2 separate regions of the Zea mays genome follow, and region 2 is linked to region 1. A link is a contact called in public Hi-C data. All regions are on one chromosome and are shown on one strand. Each heading gives the region's core, a stretch centred on a gene start, on an enhancer-like site or on the middle of the called end of the contact. The rest is flanking DNA. Distances are from core to core; before and after follow the strand shown.

Region 1 (6,341 bases), core at 2,652-5,151:
ATTACATAGAACTGGTACATGGGGCATTATTCATTACAATACCAAAATTGGCATAGCTTACAACCCTATGCCTACAACAGAGGTCACGACATTAGTACACCTGCCACACTAACCCTCAGTATCAGTAGCTACCTCAGAAACATCACTATCGCTTGGGGACTCACCACCTAGCACAAGCATAGGAGTTGCTTCTATGTCTAAGTCAGCATCAGGCTCACCCCCATCAGCTAACACCACACCACCTTCTGCCTCTACGGCTCCAGGCACGGCGTTGGGGTGCAGCTGGTAGTAAAGCTGGTGGACTTGCTCATGCAGCTCATGGGCATAATCCTCAAGATCATTATAGACTAGCACCATGTCCCGGAAACGGCCCATCAAATGGTTTTCACGAGCAAACGACGCCTCCCCTGACCGCAGCGTTGCTACCAGGCGTTCCTTCTGCTCAGCTACTTCCTTCTAAAGTTGTTTCTTCTCTGCTAGCAGCTCAAGAATATGGGCTGCATCGAGACACTGCTCATTGAAGGACACATCCAGGCGCTGTTGTAGCTGCTCCACTTGCAACGGAGGCGCACGACTACTGTTGTCCGCCTCAACCATATGGGAAGCCATCTGACGCTTTGGCACACCTCATGGTCTAGTATGCATACGGTGCGTCTGCTTGGGAGGATCCATTCTAGGTTCTTAAGGAATAAAGATAAAAGAAGAGATCAAAGGATTTGTAAGATTAGTAAGAATAATTTGGAACCACATATATCCTAGTAACCATCTAATTTAAGGGAGAAATTTTATTAAAGAAGTAAATGTCATGATGCATGCTTCGTTTCCTATTTGCCTCTCAACTATTGCCAACATTTAGGGTTATTACGTGTTATGGTGGTGGCAGTCCTACTCGCTCTGGAGTTCACTAGTCGCAATTTCCTAGAGTTTAGTCAATGTACCTGCAGAAGATTTCATTACATCCCATTTCCCCATGATGCAAATCACACACTTGGTCATAGTTTATACTCCATATATCTCCATTTGAAGGTCAGCTCCTCATTAAGCGTCGAGCCACGCATAGGCGTCGCTGCCACACTTTAACCACAGGACAGCTCATTGTGGTAACTCACCTTCTTACCTGAGCGTAGGTGCGTCATTACAAGTACATTACACTTCTCAGTATTCCCATATATGTGTACCCATACACGTCCATGGGGTACTGAATCCCAGAAAAATAAATACTCCATATCGTAGCCTTCGTATATACACATATGAAAATATGTATATAGTCAAGCGCCACATTTAAGCACTCCCCTAGACCGACATTTGTTCGGTCACGCTTTCGCAGCTCACCTTACCTTGTCGTCGATCCATCCAAAACTTAATGGCTCGAAAATAACATTACACATGTATGTATTACCCTTCCCAGTTGTGGGTTAGTGGTTAGTACCTTAAGCTAAGCCACCTATTAGTCCTTAGCTTACTATAGTACTATTTGCACTGTTACTACGAGGCATGTAATCAAGTTTAGATTTTTCCAAAAATCATTTGGACTCAAATTATTTTGAAGATATGTTCAAAAGAGTATTCTATTGTTCACAAGAAAGGGCGTATGCTCCGATACCAGCTGTCACAACCCAACCAAATTATCGGGCCAACATACACCCATGTTTGCCTTTAAGGCCTCAGATGGATATGTAAGTGAATCAGATAACTTACTCGGGGTGCCGAGTTTCGATGAACTTATTCATTTCCAAGGATCATTCACCTGTAATTGCGAACATTACAATAACCATACATCATGAAAACATGAATATAAACTTTAAACATAGGAATTTGAGCGGAAGACTTTACAATAAGATAATAGACATTAGCAAACTTTTAAGTTTCCAAACCAAGTAGTGTTTATTATTACATGCCCGTGGTAGAGTCAAAGTGCTAACTTATTACATAACTTGGGAAGATGCCTTCTTCCCACAAGCACACACATAAACAAAACATAAGAAAAGGTCTCCATGGTGAGCCTAATAGAACTCAAACGTGTCAAGAACCTCTCCTACAACGACATGGGGAATAAAACCCTGAATACGCAATTACTCAGCAAGACTGACCCGACTAAAGAAAAGACTCTCAAGGATATGCTGACTGATTTAGGAATGAAGGCAAAGGTCATCAATGTTCAATGACTCAAGTTTTGCATAAGAGCTTACTATTATTTGATCCTTAGGCCAGCTTTTACTTTTCAAGTTAAGTTATTACCTTTCTCTAGATTGGCCTATTCTAGCTCATTCACTTGGCCTAATCTAGCTTTCATTTATATAACACAAACTTGTTTTATTTCTTATCTACGATGAGGGTCGAAGATCTAGTCTTCATATCCGAGAAGTAATGGTGATCAGAATCGATTAATACCTAGTTGGGGATCTCCAACCACACGACATATGTAGCACTTAACCCTTTCATATGTCAACTCGCATGCGGTTTTCTCAAGACCAGTACGAGTTCACATGACCCAAGAGCACAGTACCCCACCATCCAACCACTTGCTAGGTGGGTACATGTTACTCCCGCCACCTCTCTGCTCCCAGTGTGTGCAAGCTGTTCTGGTATTGGTCCGACCGAGGCAAAGCTTACACATGACGAGGCATATGGCCAGTAAAAGGGTCCTAGATCAGCAGGCCAACAATCGTTGGGGTCCTTAAACGACACAGACAGGCGACCATTCCTGCTCAACGTCTGATCTCAATTTAAATTATTTCTCATAACCTTGTACCTATTAGAGGTACCATGCTTGAATGATGAAGTCATCAATTCCTTTGATACCTTCATCACTCCAAGCCCCTTTTCTTTGTAAAAACATGATTCATACATCAAAACATTTTGTTCTTAATCTATAAGCATACTAAGCATGTCTAGCTTTTTAAATCAGGTATCAAGGATGATAATCAATAGTTTAAGGAAGTTATGCAACAAAGGTTTAATCATTCAACTCCTATCACCTAATGCATCATATAAGTGATAACAATTTTGAAAATCACAAGGAATTTGTTAAATGCACTGGGGCTTGCCTTGATGAGGAGGAGAGTCAGGCTCTTCTACCAAAATATTGTAGTTGGCAGCAAAACCTATTGGAGGACCTTCGGGAACAACTTTAGTTGGAAGAACTGGTTCCTCTTCCACTTCCACTTTAACTTCTTCTTTTAGGTGTTCTACAAGTAAATCACAAGTATATGAATGCTTATGTAACGATATGCCATGCAAAATCTCACAAAGGAGAGGTGGAAAGCCTAATTACTCTTGAATGAGCATATGACAATTAAACTCATACTTCTAGGTTACTTAATATTTGCTCAAAGGGACCAAACTGAACTTATTTCAGAAAACCAGAGAACTAAATATTCTAAAGTTTGTCAACCTGGTTGCTTAACATTTTTTATGGCTTAAGTTTTGTCTAAACCTATATTAGTAGCAAGGTTTAGGGGTTTAAATATTCACATTTAGCTAGTTTGTGGTCTTCTAAACACATCAACTCCAAACAGGTCCAAATTTTTACCAGGAGCTAATATAGTGGCAATTAATTTCTTCACAGATTTTCATAATGTTTTGTGCTTAGGATTTACTTCTGTAATTCATTTAAGCTTTCTAGAGACACTTTTAAATTAGCTAAAACTCTCTTTCAATTGTAAAAATCAAAAAACATTATTTTTAACAGAAACTACATATTTTTATGGACTCTATAAAATTGGTTTCACAATTTTTGCATTTTTATAAATTTTCTGGTGGATTTTACCCTTCCCCAGGAAAAAGAAAAAGGAAATCGGTGAATAGTCCCGGGCCGAAACCTGCCCACCCAATTCGCGCCCACGTGGAACTGGCCCGCATCCTAGAGGCCGTGCCCGTGCTGCGCCTTTTCTACCAAGACCCTCGTGGAACCCAACAACTCATTAAGAGCCTAAAACCCTATTGTTGTGTCTCACTGACATGTGCACCGAGGCCCTTTTGTTTTTCTTTCTTCACAAACTCCGGTCCTCGATCTAACCCCGACGAGCGCCGGCCAACCGCCGTGCAAACTCACCGGTGACGGCCTCCTCCAACGAAGATAAACACCCAGACGTGATCCTCGAGGCTGACACACCCATAACCCGCAGTGAATCGGACTAAGATGACATATAGCCTGACTATCCCTGGCGGTGGCGGCATACCGAGCTTCGGCGAGCCCGAACCCAGTTCTAGGACATGGTAGCATTCAATCCAAGATTATGGTGAGCACGAGTGATCTATCTAGTGCACGTTGCTCACATGAGTTTACCCGGGAAGGGCATGGTTTGGTCAGTCCACGCAAAGGTGGTCTGCGGCGGTAATCTAGACAAAATCGATGGCGTTCTGGACGGGATACCACAGTAGCATTCAAAAGGGCAATGCCGTGAGCATCACCATCCCACATGGGTTATGAAACGCGAACAACTCGAACATATTACCTTCTAGGGAAGGCTGACCACGGGGAGGTGGGCAGTCACCCTGTATGGTCACCCCCTCCAAGGCAAACTCGTGTTCAAGCTGATGCAGTGAGACCAAGGAACTGGGAAAAGCTTAAGGGCTTAGCATAGGTGTATGGGAATGGTATGGCACGGTGAGAGAGGCGGGAAACCGATAGAAACACAGGGTGTTCAATTTGGTGCCATAACTCACCAAGGTAAATAGTTTAGAGAGCTGGAGCTGTTGGGGTCTTTACTAGAGTTTAACAAGAGTCCAACTACACTAATACGTCCCCCAATCCTTCTGCATGAGCACCACGTATGGGGAAAGCACAGGGAAGACAAAAGATGTGGCCAACTCCTTTTTCTGCATGTGGGACAGCAAAGAGGCATCCAAGCAGCTGAGTCAGCTAGGGGATGATTTTTACATCTCCATGTTTATCCCAGGCATGGTGGAGTTGTAGCAAGTGAACCCCCCCCCCCCCCCCCTTCCAGGCAACGAGTTCTTTTAGTTAGCCCACACCAGAAACACCTAGAGTAGTTAGTGGATGGAGATATTTTCAGGGATTTGGACTGTTCTGAACTTCTTCAGTTCACTACTGAGCCAAGTTCCTCCCCTCTTCCCATAAGAACAGGCCTATCTTACTTAAGAAAATTGGTGCACCAACTATAGGTCTTCAACTTTACTATAGTCTTCTAGGGCTAATTACACAAGAATCACAAGTTAGAATGCCCCAAAGTCGACCTCAATTCACTGAAACCAAATTCAGTTAGCTGAAACTGAATGTGTTACTCAGTCTGACAGGGTACCTTTGAGGGCATTTTACTCTCTAGTTGTATAGCACCAAACCTCACATACACAAGAAGTTTGTTCCCCTTCCTATGGTCTACGAACTTGGAATAAACACTATGGCTCAAAATCTCATGGATCAAGCACAACAGGGCTCCAAAGTTTACAAAAACACACTGTCAGGGTTACCTTAGTCTGAACAAAATCAGACACCTCACACACTCTGACAGCCCGTGTTCAAGCAGGCTTTATTCCTCTTTTTATGTAGTACCAAGTCAATCTCTCTTAAACAAACTTGTACCCTGATAGATACTCTACAACTTTATTACAAGGAGTATAGCTTAATACCTCATAGATCAAACACACTCACATCCCCAAATTGGACCAAATACACAATTTCAGAGTCTGAATTTGCATCAAGTCTAGGAATCCAGATTAAAGCATAGGATCTTTGGACCAATTTTTCTACCAGTTCCACACAGCTTTAGGGGCATGGAATTTAATAAAAGTTATACACCAATATGTGGTATTACACTTTGTTACAATACCTCCTGTCCAGAATTGTATGGATTTGCCATTAACAGGCTTTCAAAATTTCTTCATACCGTAAAAACTGGAGTTCATAAATCTCACTAAGTCATAATTTCCAGGATTAACATTCCGCTTTAGAGCAAGGTTTACAAGCAGTTCCATATGGTTTTAGGGCAGAGCAACTTAATCAAATTTTTGCACCTTGTGTAGCTCTACAGATTGTCTACAGTGATAATCTTCAAAGTATCCATGGATCAAAAGTTATGAAGGTCCAAATACAGCTAGTCGATAATATTTTCAGGAATCCAAACCCTAGGCCATAACTAAATTGTGAGTTTTTCTCCACGTTTTGCTATAAAACTTGAAAATCTCCACACATGAGACTTGTTTGGTTTAGGAATCTCTATAACTTTGGTATTTTCATTTTTGGCCAAATTTTGCCGGATCATATAATCCACTTTTGGGGTTAAAACTAAAGTTTCTCAAACTAGGTTTTCTGCTCTCCACTGATCACCTCATTACATTTAGATTGTTTTTTATTCTTGTGAATGCATTCTAGGTGTATT
Region 2 (6,996 bases), core at 1,985-4,484, 240 kb before region 1:
ATTGATATGACATACCTTTTTTGTGATCTTATCAACTTCATCTATGTACACCATCCCTTGTTGTGCTGCTTGCACATTAAAATCTGCCACCTAGTTAATAACAACATAGGACTGCCAAAGCTTACTCTCAAAGGCAAGATATTACAACAGTTCACAGTTCAACTTGTTTCACTGCACGTGTGCAAGTCAAAAGGCATACCGTGAGTAACTTGTATAATATAGATTCTACATCTTCTCCTACATACCCTGCCTGCAATAAGTGGAAAATTTAACCCTTAGTGCTAAAAACCAAGTGGATAGAATTGGGGAAAGGAATCTAATAGAGACCATATGTGCAATAGCAAAACACAAGATATGATCCTTATTTATTATTTAATTCACTGGCTCGGTAAGAACTAGATATCCAAACTAGGACTATGAGTGCAAACGCTCAACGTTGAGATAGAGAAATGTGATAGGTAGTTAGGTACTGCAAAATCAGTACCTACATTTATGCAAAATTTGTTAATAGCATACTTCTTGCTAACCTAGTTTAGATGGTCATTGATGAATGCCTGCAATACTCCCTATACAATGATGTTTGTTGTGTGCTTAACCAATATGCACTTCTCTCTAGAGGGCAATGTTAGTAAATACTTGCCTGGGTCAATGTTGTTGCATCAGCAATTACAAATGGTACATTCACAAAACGAGCTAATGTCTTTGCAAGTAAAGTTTTACCTGTGAAAGAAATGAACCGTCAAAATAAAATATTGCTGAGTGCCCTTTCTTTTTACAGACATTTTAGTTAATCCAAAATAGTAGTCACTAGTCAGAGCTGACATAAATCCAACTTTAAAATTTTAAATGGTTACAGATGTCTTACCAGAGCCAGTAGGTCCCATTAACAGCACATTGCTTTTCTCTAGTTCCACGTTGTCGTCATCATCAGCTTCCCCATTAAAACCACCCAAATCTGCTCCAGACCTACTTGTTTAGCTTATATACCGCAAAATTAGTCACTGAAAGATATTTATGATTCTAGTTTCTACGGGTGCAGGAATGAATATCATTCATTATTTACAGAAAAGACAAATTGACATAGCAAAGTGAAACTGACCCCTTTTGTAAAGTTTGATGGTATATCCGTTTATAGTGGTTGTAAACTGCAACAGATAGCACCTGCAAGTTTACAAGGATACATCAGTATTCAGACAAAGCAGAATAGATTATCATGAGAACTAGAACAAAAAAATATCTACGGAGAAACTTTCACAATTTGTGGCTAATATATCCCAATTAAAAGGTACGAAGAAACTTATTCTTTAACTTGAACACACAGGTGAGTTGTGTGTCATTGTATTAGAGATATAAAAGAAAAAAAAACAGTCACGCACTTAAGTCAAAGAGGCAAAGATCAGGCACAAAACACAGACAGAACATAAGCCAATGCACACTAAAGTAGAAAACTCCTCTACATAGGATCTAGATCAGATGAAAATTCAGACAGGACAGAAAATCAGATTATTCATCATTGTTTCACAGTGTTAAGGGGCTCACATTTTTACAATAAACAGAACGAGCAATAGAAACCATATCACAGCAGTCAGAGCTGCAGGCCCGAGCCTAGTGGGTGTGCAGCCTGTTCAAGGAAACAGGGGGCCCCCGAGTTCCAAGGGCCTCCACTTCTAGCACATTAGGCTAATAAATCAACTAATCTCTAAGAAAATCTTCTTCTCATGAGTCAAATCAGCTGTCTGTATGGTGTCTTTGTCTTTGATCACGACTACATCTCCATTTTAACATGAATGTCGTTCAAGATTTCATTTTAAAGAATAACACTAACAAAATAATACTATCCAAGTAAAATTATACAATACAAAATTGAATAGACAGTTAGACACAACTCTTAATATAACCTTTTTATCATATTATTATAGCCTATATTTGTATAGTTCTACTTTATAGATTGATATTCCAGAATTTTGTACAGGGCCTTAGATTCTGCTGGCCCGGCCCTGCAGAGCTGAATGGACTAACAAAGTGAAACCGCAGTGGAAAGCGCATTCCTTTGATTCTATTACAAACTTTATAGCACGGTCCGTTCCCAAATAACCATTTCAACAAAATCAGCATTATATATATATATATATATTCTTATTTCTTTTTCTCTAATTTAGAAAACATTTTCCATTGCAATTATATCCACTCACCTTTAAATAATCTGTAATCCCAACTCTAAACAAGAATTGAGTTGGAGAAAACTCACATTTTGTTGAAACAGCAAACAATCAAACCCAGCTGTGTTAAATTCCCTCAATCAAGTGAAGAAGTGAGACGGGGAGACCTAGTTTTCTAAAGAAATGCTGTAAAAGTCCCTCCAGTGAAGAATTGAAGTCATCAAAGGTTTTAGCACATTTTGCATGAGCTGGCCGCATCAGGATGCCAACTCTAACCATGAAAAGCTACCAACATGAAAGTATTTATTTCACCTTCTTGGCTCTGTCCTGCCCAATCACATACTTGTCGAGCCCCTTACAAATCTCCTTGGGCGTGGGCAAATCCCTGCCGAGATTGGAACCACCCCAGCCCTCCTTCCCCGCACCCTCGTCGCCAGCGCCACCTCCCCCGCCACCGCTGCCAGCAACGCGGACCACGTTGAGGTTGGGGTGGAACGGCGGGCCGGGCGGGACGTGCACGGCGACGCCGCCGCCTTCCCCGTCGTCGCGCGACGAGGAACTGGCCCTAATAGCCTCCCAGAAGATGGGGTCCCTGGCCCTGGCAGCGGGGTGGTCGAGGAGGTCGGCCCGGACGCGGCCGATCTCGACGAAGGTGCCCTGGAGCGGCGTGAGGACGTGGGGGAGGAAGAAGTAGGCGCTGCGGCAGTTGGGGCAAAGGTTGAGTGCCTGGTAGCCGGCGCCGGCGGCCGCGGCCGGAGGGCCCCGGTGGGAGAAGAGGATGTCCATGTGCTTGGAGCAGCGCGGGCAGTGGGCCTCCGCGCGGATACGGCGCGGCTCGGGCTCATCGGTGGAGGAGGAGCTGCCCCCGGAGCCCGAAGAGGAGGATTCCCACTTGCGCCGCTCCTGGAGGCGCCGGTGTGGGGGCGGCGACGGGGCGACCGCGCCAGCGGCCGTCGCGGCGGCCGGGCAGCACTCGGCTGCGGTGAGGGTGGAGGCGGCGCGCGTAGCGGCGCTGACTAGGCGACGCCACCGGAGGAGGCCGGACATGGTGGTGGTGGCCTGGTGGGTGCGGATTGATTTGGACTGGGGAGAGTCTAGAGGCAGAAAGGGGAGAGAGAGAGAGAGAGCGAGGGTGTTCTCTGCGTGGGATTTTTGCTGGCGAATTTTTCCGTGGCGTCGATGGGAGGAGATACGTGACGGCGGTCACTGAAATGTCGGGATCGGATAAGACTCTCTTCAACGGATGCCGCAGCTCTCCCACAATTTATGATGTGTTTGGTTTGGTGTCAACGAAAGATGGAATGTGATCAATCTGGGTTGACTCCGTCCCTTTTTTTTGAGGGATGACTCCATCCACTATTTTTGAAGAATATTCCTTGATCCTGACTCTGGACCTTCAAACCAAACATGAGTCAAGTTAGAATAATCTCACTCCATCCCTCTTCATCCTTCCTCATCCATCCATCCAAACACTACCTTAGGCTACAGTTCCCCTCTCGTACACCGGCGTCCTCCTCCTCTCCCGTCGCAATTCGTTCTCTCTCACGCTACATGGAGGGGCACTCTACGCCGCTTTCATCCCCCTGCACCGCTTCCTTCGCCCACACGACCGCGGGTGCGGAATACTCCGAGGCGCCTGTTGGAGGCGAACCTAGTCTGTCGTCTCCGCCGCCGGAAAAGGTACCCGTCGAGCCGCCCTCTCCCGCGATTCCGTTTTCCTGCTCCGGGCGGCGACCACCGGTGGGGACCTCGACATGGCTCCGCCGTCAAACTTGGCCGACCGACGAGCCGACAGATCCGTGCGAAGACGCTGCCGCCGTTGTTCTCTGTCAGCCGGCACGTCATCTGTGGGCTCTCGTCCAAAGGGAAGTCATCGATCCGGGCATAGATCTACGTTGAGTCGATCTGCTTCATTCGATCTGCAAGCTCCAAGGTACGATTCGTGTCTTCGCCAATGTCTCCACCTCTAATTGAATCCCTTGCCCAAATATACGTAGCTTCGATTTACACTAGGGTTTAGGTGTTCTTGAACTCCTTTCACAGTTAGGGTTTAGGTGTTCTTGAACTTTTTTGACAGTTAGGGTTTAGGTTTTCTCGGATCTCCGATTCGACCATTGTGTAGGTTGATTTCATCCCAAAATTAGCTTTCATTTCCGATAACTGTAAGGATCCATAGTTTCCTTTACCATGTTGGTCCGTAGTGTTGCTGTCTATGATTTCCACTAACTCAACCTACAATTTGCGGTAGTGTTTGCTTACAAGAGTAACCATTGCATGCAACTAACGAACACCTTTACTTATTATGCAGCTTCAAAACTTTAGTTGATTATTTGACGTCCACTTCAAGTAATTGAGGTTCTAATTCCTTTTTCGCTTTAGTTCATTGTTTTTAATCAATTTCATAAGTCTAGTTTCCATGGATGATGTCTATGCTTTCATGTTTGTAGTCTAATTCTAGTTTACTATATGTAACCAACAAATTTGCCTACCCATGGTTCAAGTGTTTATAAAATGTGTATCATTTGTTTAGCATTCTTCTTCCACAATAACAATTTTGGCCCAACATTTTATACATGTTACCCACACTTCCTGTATTTTGGTAGCTGCCATGACCACTTAAATTTCACTAATTAGTAACAACAGTGGGCCTAATTTTTTCATGTATGCACCTTGTCTAGCCAAGGAGAAACTGCCTGAGGATAGGATTCAAGATGAGCAGCCATGATGCCAAATTGCTACAAAACTTGGTCCTCAATCTTGCATCCTCAGTGGAAACTGGTGCATTCAATATTAGAAGCTTTCTAGAAGAGGCTTTCATGCATTTGGGTGACGAGCATTACCTTCTCAATGCTCTCCTTGCAATTCGAAAGGAGGTAGACCTCATGGAGCAGGATGCACTAGAGAGCAAAGCAAGGTCAGACCCAGAGAAGGAGAGGATGGAGGAAGAAATTAAAGTATTGGAGCATGTGAACCCACTGCCCCAAAATCCTTTCACCCCTCCCCCCTCCTCACCAGAATTGTATGAGGCCAGTGACAATGACTCGTACGACTCCGACAGGTCCACTAGGTATAGCATTTGGAACCTGTAAATGTGGTACCTAGTAGAGTCTTAGTGCTAGTAATGCATCTAAATAAATAAAAACTTATGTGTGATGTCTGTGATGCATGGGTTGCCGATGTAGGACATGTGGGATGTTTGTTAATGTTACTTTTGTATGAACCTTTCTGGAATGCATGAAACTTGCTATATTTTAGTAAAAGTGTGTTATCTGTTGTTCCAATTCATTGATTCATGTATTTCATTCCCAGAATGGTTGAGAACAACCGAAACACACCGATTCGACCTCCTGGTGCTGGCCCCAGTTCAGGTAACCAGATTTTCCCGCCACCCATGTGGGATCCTCAGTTCTTGCAGGGCCAAGGATTAGACCAAACCCATCCTGCTACAATTACTGGTAGTACAATCCACATGAGCAATCCTACCTGGTCCCAGGGACCTAATGACACATCTTCATTTCCCTTTCGCAATCCATGGAACCCATATTTTGCTATGATGAATCCAGGTGGTCCTCCACCACAAACATCATTGGGTCAAGCCCAGATGGTACCACCTAGTCCATTTCCCCAGGTTTATACCCATGTGACAAACACGACTGACCCTATAAATTTGGAATCAGAAGCAGAGCACAGTGTCCAGGAAGTAAACAGCCCTACCAAACCTTCGGACACACCTGGGACAGGTAGGAGGACAAAGGAATAGAACTTCAAACCTGATGAGGACCTTTTGCTTTGCAAAACTTGGCTAGAGATTAGTAGTGACCCATTCATTAGCACAGGGCAGAGGAAGGAGCGTCTATGGGCTAGAATTGAGAAAATGTACAACGAACTTAGAGGGGAGTTTCCAATGAGACTAAATAGGGCTTTGAGCAGCAGATGGGACAAAATAAGGGCTGAAACAGGCAAATATGCTGGATTCTACGCAAGAGTCCTAAGGGAAAATCAGAGTGGCCTAACAGACAACGACAAGGTAAAATAACTTCCTTTGTAATACTTAAGTATGAATATGGTTTCATGTGTACTTACATTTATTCATGATCTGACATGTATTTTAATTCATTTGTAGACTTTGAAAGCTGCAACTATATATGCTACCGCACACAAAAAACCTTTTCATTTCATGCATTGCTGGACGCGCCTGAAAAATGAACCGAAATGGGATTCCATGGTTCATGGAAGCCCCTGGAGAGGCAATGCGGTGATGGAGCCTGTTGGTAGTGGTACACCTTCAGGTTCTGTTAATGATATGGAAAATGATGAAGCAGGTATAAAAGGTAAAAGGCCATTGGGTCGGGACTCCACGAAAGCATCAAGGAAGAAGGCAATGTCCAGTTCCTCCCAGTCTACTGACTACCTATCAAGAATTCATGACATTCAAATAGCACGATTGAAGCAAAGTGAAGAAAAATCAGATAAGAAACAGCAGAATATTGAGTTCTTGAAGGAAGTTGGACTGAAAAAGTTGGAGGTCCAATCCAAGGAAATAGAAATGCAGCAAACGAAAATGATGATTGAAGACAAAATCCGAAAGGACGCAGAGCTGAAGGAACTCCTAGCGATGGATATGGATGTATTACCAGAGGATGTGAGACCTGTCTACATCGCGAGGAGAAAAGGTTTAATCGAGTTTTTCATCAACAATCATGTCTGAAGAGTAGTATTGTTACAACATTTGTTGTGAACCTAGTGTCGGCGTAATGTGGTCCGGTGTGTTCGAACAACTGTACGTGGTACCATTAATAGTGAAGTGCACTGGTGGCATGGTCCCATTACGTAACGG

What was found. A called contact is a pair of places that touch in the nucleus more often than the background predicts.
Region 2: a contact with region 1 is called in a Hi-C map of leaf, with 8 times the contacts expected there. The contact joins the promoter of LOC100272327 here to the enhancer-like site in region 1. A contact is called at or near these places in 7 of 25 Hi-C or Micro-C datasets (ear, leaf and tassel) and 1 of 3 datasets of contacts at active chromatin or transcription factors (leaf).

Annotation. Positions count from the first base shown.
Region 1 is chr4:125,493,156-125,499,496 of Zm-B73-REFERENCE-NAM-5.0, reverse strand. No RefSeq gene overlaps it. Among protein-coding and RNA genes, the nearest start is that of LOC100283532, 57 kb to the right of the region's middle. Within about 2 kb of position 3,901, at least 15 of the 20 cell types and tissues checked have an H3K27ac peak or open chromatin away from gene starts, as enhancers often do. A contact at or near this core is called in ear, leaf and tassel, where this site is marked.
Region 2 is chr4:125,727,236-125,734,231 of Zm-B73-REFERENCE-NAM-5.0, reverse strand. LOC100272327 (CLP protease regulatory subunit CLPX3 mitochondrial) reads right to left here and starts at 3,234. Exons shown (of 15, transcript NM_001362666.1): 1 at 2,472-3,234; 2 at 1,100-1,161; 3 at 866-966; 4 at 641-720; 5 at 200-250; 6 at 16-90. The coding sequence starts at 3,206.